Regions from separate parts of the Mus musculus genome. Here region 1 is linked to region 2. Evidence: chromatin contacts called from public HiChIP or PLAC-seq data. All regions are on one chromosome and are shown on one strand. The core of a region is the stretch at or near the end of the contact, and the rest is flanking DNA. Distances in the headings are between cores, read along the strand shown.

Region 1 (4,081 bases), core at 977-3,476, 460 kb before region 2:
TTCCTTTGATCATTTCCAAAATGTAGGCCAAGAATATATGGCATTTTCATTTTTACAAACTTCTTTTGTTTTAGCTTTACTTCCCCTTATATCAAAAGTTATTTGAAGAGAAGTATTACATTTCTGAGCATAGAGGACTTGTATTCTTTTGTTTTTCATGGTAAATGTAATCATATAGACATTTTTGTCTTATAACTTAAAATACAAGCAACTTTTAAGGGTGTGACAAAGTAAGGCTGGAGAGATGGCTCAGCACTTAAGAACACTGGCTGCTCTTCCAGAGGACCCCGGTTCAATTCCCAGCACCCACATTGCAGCTCACAACTGTCCACAATTTCAGTTTGAGAGGATCTTACACTCTTATACAGAGACAAAACACCAATGCACATAAAAGTAGATCTTTTTTTTTAAAAGTGACAAAAATACAGAAAAAGGTTGTGCACTATTACCCAGAGTTCCAAGTCGACAAGCTTAAGATCAGCGCTTAGGAAACAACTAATGAAAGCCGTGCGGGACACAATTCCCGCCCAGTGAGCACAGCAGTCACCAGAAGATAAACAGAAAGCAGACTGCGGACCGGAAAGTCTCCAAGCACGGCCGTCCTCCATCAGCTGATTAACACACTCACTGCAGTCATATGGCCCATGTCAGCATCTTTTCAGAGAAGTAAAGAGGCTACCACAAGGCTCTCATGGAAAAGCAACATTGGAACCCACAGTAAAACCTAGAATGAAGAGACCTTAACTGCTAGCAGGGCAAAAAGGTGCTAAACATTGTGTGGACAAAGACAAGAGCAAGACCTGCTGTCCAACGCACACTGACGCATGTGGACAAAACAGTAAGAATGTTCAAGTCCAAAACAGTGAAGCTTAAGCTGAAAGAGACAGAACTCTGCGAAACATAAAGCTTCTTAAGGGATTCTCTGCAGAGGTAATGAATTTTTTTTTTTTACCATAAATATGGCAGCTGCTCACAGCAAAACAAGGAGGTAAATTAATGCAGGTTGAACATAATGAAAATCAGAAGCTCTGAATAATTTGGTCAAGGGCCATGAACTTTAGAAATTCTACCCTAAGCCACCTTTCTAAAATATGACTCCCTAGGTAAGACGGTAACCTGCAGCCTGAACTACCTTACTATGGTTTTTCCCCCTTGTAACTACTAGAAATATGAGGCAGAGAGTGAGTAAGCTGAAACCCAGCCATCAAGTCAAGGGCAACCTGTGACCTCCCATACTGTCCTCCCGTCAGGGCACTATCATAGCACACTCTCCCAGTCACAAGTCTCAGTCAGAGAGCAGCTACTCCACACATCACCGACAGAGCGTCATCCTAAAGGGGAAAGCAACACGAGCCAACAGCAAGAGACAGTCGAGCATGTGGGCTCATGCATGCCTGGAGCTTTGCCGACAGCTCCTAGGGCTAAGTTTAGCTCCCTGTACCAAAGAATATCCAATCAAGCCACCTACTGGGTGACAAGAAACAAAATCCATGGATGATTATCATCAGTACCACAAATAACTGTATTATAAGATTTCCTTTCTTGAACACTAATTTTTATAGACCTTATTGAAATTCAGTAACTGAAAAAGAACATAAATTAGTAAGGCGACCTATATGAGACCTCTGTGAGTGCTTTCCACATGTCTGCTGGAGTGGACATTAGGCCAAAAGATATGTGTTCAAGTTATGATGCCGCTGCTAGGTCACATGACCCAGAGTAAGTGTCAAAAGGATGACTCAAAAATCAGCAAATTTGATTCTGTCACAAAGCTATGTCAAAGCAGGATTCAGCTGAAGTCATCTTGTTTGAATCTGGCACTTTCCACTGTTATGTCACAATGTCAACCAAAAATGCTACCTAGGCAACAGCATAACCCCAATCAAATGCTGGCTTCTGTGATGGCAGCGGTGAGTGGGGGTCATGAACTAAGGAAACAGGCACCTACTTGAAATTTACCAGAAAGGTAAAGATAGGGGTGGCTAAAGCCAAGGGCCCAAAGCAGGCCACAGAGCAGTTGCATTGCTCAGCACACACTGCTCAATATAGCCCAGACTGAGGACGAATTTCTTTTGGGTAAGGAAAAGCTAAGATGTCACAATTTACAAAGCAAAACCCACAGAGGAATTCTGTTTTTCTTTTGATTCACAGTGACTAAAGGACAAAGCTCTCCTTCTCTTTTATAACCCAACTCTAGCACCAGCTTGAAAGAAAAATATAGACATCAGCTTCCTCACCAGTGAATGGGATGGCAGAGCCCAGTCAATGGCTGCACACGGCAGGACTCCATGTACCGGAGTCCTTTGATCTTTGAAAGAATGGCACTGAGAGCCAACACCATGAGCCTTTCGCTTTTTCCTTTTTTGTCCTCTAGTTTTCTCCATTATACTCATTTGATCCCCTTTCATGTGCCCATGAACTGTTTTATTTGTGTCCCCTTCAAAATTGAACTTATCTATAGTAACAGCACTGGTTTACATTGAGAAAAAAGGAAGTGCCCTTCCCTGTGGGAAAGCTATAAAAAGAGGAACGGAGAGAACACACTGAAGCCTCAACCATCACGTCTCACTCATCAGAAGTTTAAGCTAAAGGACCCAAACTCTGGAGAAGACAAAGGAATAAATGAAGACTAATAGGGTTCTGCCACATCCTGTTTGATGGACGGTAACCACAGAAACACCCCAAAACTTTCCTTGCCGAGATACCACTGCAGAGAATGAGATTAGAGCCACACACTGGGCATCAGATGCTGGCAAACGCCAGGGTTTCAACAAGATTTACGAGGCCAGACCACAGAGCAACACAGTGAGCACTTGTCATCCAGTCACCAGGTCACCGAGAAATGTGTCATTTAGGCCAAATAAAAGGAAACTGGAGAATTTTCCTCAATGAGAGGCTAGAACTACACTTCTCTGTGGCTATCCAATACCAAATGGTCAGCCCTGAAAACATACATACAAGTGACAATATACAGACAGGACAGGGTGTACTTACGTACTTAGGAATTTATAACATGCATCTTTATGTTACAATAACTAATGAAAAAAAGGTCATGAATTTGAAAAAAGAGAGTAGAAAAATGTCTTATGGGAGGGCTTAGAGGAAGGAAAGGGATGTGAGATGATACATTCGATCTCAAAAATAAATCATTTAAGAAAAAAAATGGAGATGAAGGTTTCGTACCAGACCTACTACTATTTTTATAACATTTTTTAAAAATTCTTTTTAAAAAGTATTTATTTTATGTATATGAGTACACTGTAGCTGTCTTCAGACACACCAAGAGAGAGCATCAGATCTCATTACAGATGGTTGTGAGCCACCATGTGGTTGCTGGGAATTGAACTCAGGACCTCTAGAAAAGCAGTCAGTACTCTTAACTGCTGAGCCAGCTCTCCAGCCCTTTGTACAACCTCTAAGCTAATATAACAAAAGGATTAAAACAGTCAGTATGATTTACAGTCAGTAAAGATTCTACTCAGATACCTGGGACAGGGCAGTGGCTAATGACTTCTCATGCCCAGAAAGAGCACTGCAAGTCTAGAGTGACCCAGAAGGAGCACTGGAAGTCTAGAGTGACCCAGAAGGAGCACTGCAAGCCTAGAGTGACCCAGAAGGAGCACTGCAAGCCTAGAGTGACTCAGAAGGAGCACTGCAAGTCTAGAGTGACCCAGAAGGAGCACTGCAAGCCTAGAGTGACTCAGAAGGAGCACTGCAAGCCTAGAGTGACCCAGAAGGAGCACTGCAAGCCTAGAGTGACCCAGAAGGAGCAATGCAAGTCTAGAGTGACCCAGAAGCGTGCATCAAGACTGCCCGGCCAATTTTACATTCTTTTGTTGTTGTTTTTTGAGACAGGGTTTCTCTTTAAAGCCCTGGCTGTCCTGGAACTCACTTTGTAGACCAGGCTGGCCTCAAACTCAGAGATCCACCTGCCTCTGCCTCCCAAGTGCTGGGATTAAAGGAGTGCGCCACCACGCCCGGCTTCAATTTTACATCTTTAAATAGTTAAAAAGAAAAAAAAAAGTGGAAAACTCCTGAGAAGTGAAATTAAAATAAAACAATTCATTTCCTAAAGTAACTG
Region 2 (3,938 bases), core at 1,245-3,744:
AGACACTGTGCTCCTTTGTGCCCAACTGTTCAATTATCCTCTTGCTTGCTTTACCTCCTGAGCAGCTCGTGTGAGTGTCCACCCCCCCCCCCTTTTATTGTTCTTTTTGTTTTTGTTTTTGTTTTTTCAAGACAGACTTTATCTGTTTAACAGAGCCCTGGCTGTCAACAACTTGCTTTGTAGACTGGGTTGTCCTCAGCTCGCAGAGATCCACCTGCCTCCCAAGTGTTGGAATTCAAGGCATGTGCTGCCATGTCAGCCTCTCTTTCTCTTGTTGGGGACTTTGAAAACAAGAAGTCGTCTCTCCAGGTCAGTTGGGTCTGGATCTGTTTTCCTTTTAAGAACCCACAGTGATCTCCTTATTCAGTGCTGGAAATCAAAACCCAGAACCTCATACATGTTAGGTACACACATGCTAGGTACATACATGCTAGGTACATGCATGCTAGGTACATGCATGCTAAGTACATACCTACTAGGTACATACATGCTAGGTACATGCATGCTAGGTACGTGCATGCTAAGTACATGCCTACTAGGTACATACATGCTAGATACATGCATGCTAGGTACATACATGCTAGGTGCATCTAGGTACATACATGCATGCTAGGTACATACCTATTAGGTACATACATGCTAGGTACATACATGCTAAGTACATGTATGCTAGGTACATACCTACTAGGTACATGCATGCTAGGTACATACATGCTAGGTACATGCATGCTAGGTACATACATGCTAGGTACATACATGCTAGGTACATACATGCTAGGTACATGCATGCTAGGTACATGCATGCTAGGCAAGTACTCTACTATAGAACTTCTTTCCTAGCCTCACACTTACGTTTGTTTGTTTGTTTGTTTGTTTGTTTGTTTGTTAGAGACGAAGTCTCTCTTTGTAGTCTTGGCTGGCCTGGAACTCCCTCTGCAGACCAGGCTGACCTCATTCTCAGAGACCCACCTGTCTCTGCCTTTTCAAGTGCTGGGATTAAAGGCGTGCACCACCACTTGCAGCCCGAACTTTCAATGTACCATGATGCTGTGCGCACGTGATGTGTGGGATGTACCATGATGATGATGATAGCCTGAATGGCCCTACTAAGAGCTCTACCCAACACTCTTATCTGTAATCCAAAAGCCTAAAATAGCTTGCATCCTCTTTCTTTATTTGTGAGACAGGGTCCCACGCAGCTCGGGATGAACCCAGGTAGCTAAAGATGACACTGAACTTCTGATCTTCCTGAAGCTACCTCCTCAGTGTTGGCATCATAGGAATGTGCCACCACACCCGGTATATGTGACACTGATATCAAACGCAGGGCTTCCTGCATGTTGGGCCAGCACCCTACCAACCGAGTTCCATCCCCATCCCTTAACTATTTACTTATTTTGCGACAGAGCCTGAGCTCTGTAACCCAGGTTCACATTAGACTCACTAGGTAGCCCAGGCTGGCCTCAAACTCGGCATCCTCCGAGCTCTCTCTCTCCCTCCAAGTCAGGACTTCTGTGTGGAAAGGAGCTAGACCACACCCAGACACAGAAGACTTTTAAGATGATAACCATTTGCCATTCTTATTTAACATCCCACAGAGCCTTCTATTGGCAATGGGAATCAGTCCCAGGTCCTGTGTGTGCCCCAGGGAACCTGTCCCCAGGAAGCCACTGCTCTGGAACCAGATGGTGCTGGTGCCTTTCAGCTCTTCGGAGGTACCTTGGACCTTTGTCCCTGGGACATTTTCCTCCAGCTTTTGTGTGCCAGTCTCTGTCCCTCCATCCACTGTCCAATGTCACCTCCAGAAGATCCCATCTCTAAGACGCAGGGAGATTCAACCCATCACTCAGCTCTTCTCTCCTTTCCTGGAATTGGCTACACTCTGAGTCCCTATTTGATTTCTGTCTGTCCCCTATGCAGATAGAGAATAGACTAGAGGCTGCCTGAGAACAGCCCTTGGCTGTGCCCCTGAGCCTGGAAGCACCTGGCAGGTGCTGCTGGCTGAATGGATGAGGGGTGTCTTACCTTCATTTCCACTACAAGAGGAACGCAAGGAGCCTTTGAGAGTAGACCTGTGTCGTTGTCGTCCGTCCCCCCCCCCCCTTGACCCTGCAGCCACTTGGGAACTGCTGGCTCACCAGAGGCTTCCCAACTCTTGGCCCCCAGACCAGGCCACTGCAGTGGCAGGCTGGGGAGAGGCAGAGGGAGCTTGCTTCCTGGAGGAGCCAGTGTCTTGTGAGGTCCTGCTGACCATCACATTTCTCCTACAAGGATGCCTCGTCCTTCCCTCAAGACCCCAGGCTTGCCAGCCGCTTGGCCATAGCCGGGCTGTGTGTTCTCTTAGCCCAAAGGCTACAATGTAGCGCTTGCTGGTGCAGGGATGGCAGGGGCAGCTGCCAGCACTTTTATCTTTTTTGTTGTATCTGTTAAGAGCTCGCCCTGCTTCCTCTCTTGAAGCTCCAGGCACCGGATGGCACCCAGGAGGACAAGTGCTTCTCTTTTCTTATTCAAGGTCCCTGCCCTGGCTCACGCCCAGGCTAGCTGCTCCTGATCTCTCTCTTCCCTCTGCTCCCCACTCCTAGGGAAACCCCAAACCAATTTTGGGTCTCTGTTTCCCTCCATCTGACTCAGACAGGAGCCAAGTGGCTAGTGTACCCTCTTCTGCCCAAGGGTATTATCAGAGCACTCTTCAGACACCCCCTTAGTCACCTTAGTTGTGGGCAGAGTGAAGCCCTCTTCCCTCCCCTACCTCCCAGGCTTGGAAGCTCTGACTCCTCAGCTCACCCACATTCTGTGGACCATTGTCTTGAGGGTCTTTTATTTGCTAGGCATTGCTATCCCAGGTAGGTCTCACTGGATGGGGCAGGCGTTTCAGTCATGTCAGTGTTGTGTGTCTGTGAGCAAATGTTTCAAAGGTGTACCATGTGCGTCCCAAAACAGGCAGATGTCTACGTGCCACCAAGGAAATTAACTAAAAGTGATCTGAAACTTAAGTCGGGCTAGGGATATAGATAGGGTTTGTCTTATGCTCAGGGGCCTGGGTTTTATCCTCAGGAATGCAAAAGACAAAACCAGCAAACATCTCAAACAGGAACCTAAAGGTTGACGTCCATGCAAGATGGGATGCAAAGCACACATTTCCCTGGCAGGACTGTGGTGTGGCTCAGTGGTGTGGATCTGTGGTAGAGCACTTGCCTTGTGTACATAAGGACCTGGACTTCAGCCTCAGTACCACACAAAGAAAAAAAAATCTTTATGACATTGGGTTGGGCTAAGTAAAGCCTTCTTAGCTAGGACACTAAGAACAAAGACAGCAAAAGTAAAAATAGATAAACCGGACATCATCAGAATGAAAAACTTTTATGTCTTAAAGGACACCATCAGGAAGGTGAAGAGATCGCTAATAAAATGAAGAACATTTGCAATCAGCTCTGGGGAGTTGGGGGTGGGGAGGTAGCTCAGGTGGAATAGTGCTAGTCTAGCACACACAGGCTCTGACGTCAATCTTCCTCCAGTTTGCATGAACCAGGCCTGATGGTGCACACCTATATCCTAGTATCCCAGGAGGCAGGAGGAGGAGACATTCAAGGTCATCCTCAGCTACATAGTGAAATTGGGGCCAGCCTGGCCTACTTGAGGCCCTGTGTGCTGGTGGTAGTAGTAGTAGTAGTAGTAGTAGTAGTAGTAGTAGTAGTAGTTTTTGTTGTTGTTGTTGTTGTTGTTTTCGCTGCTATTGTTACTATTGTTGTTGCTGTTTTTGCTGTTGATGTTATTATTGTTGTTGATGTTTATGTTATTATTGTTGTTGTTGTTGTTGATGTTGTTGATGTTATTATTGTTTTTGATGTTGTTGATGGTGTTCTTTTGTCAACTTGCTACAAGCTAGAGTCATTTGGAAAGAGGGAACCTCAATTGTAAAAAAATGCTTCTATCAGGCT

What was found. HiChIP or PLAC-seq counts read pairs in DNA pulled down with a chosen protein or histone mark.
Region 1: a contact with region 2 is called in an H3K27ac HiChIP or PLAC-seq map of microglia, with 5 times the contacts expected there. The contact joins two enhancer-like sites. A contact is called at or near these places in 2 of 115 datasets of contacts at active chromatin or transcription factors (microglia and pancreatic cancer cells).

What each region holds. Positions count from the first base shown.
Region 1 is chr4:150,471,511-150,475,591 of GRCm38.p6, reverse strand. The region is part of intron 6 of Rere (arginine glutamic acid dipeptide (RE) repeats); the gene reads right to left. Among named protein-coding and RNA genes, the nearest start is that of Gm52709, 6.1 kb to the right of the region's middle. Within about 2 kb of position 2,226, at least 89 of the 459 cell types and tissues checked have an H3K27ac peak or open chromatin away from gene starts, as enhancers often do. A contact at or near this core is called in microglia, where this site is marked.
Region 2 is chr4:150,014,162-150,018,099 of GRCm38.p6, reverse strand. No RefSeq gene overlaps it. Among named protein-coding and RNA genes, the nearest start is that of H6pd, 13 kb to the right of the region's middle. Within about 2 kb of position 2,494, at least 26 of the 459 cell types and tissues checked have an H3K27ac peak or open chromatin away from gene starts, as enhancers often do. A contact at or near this core is called in microglia, where this site is marked.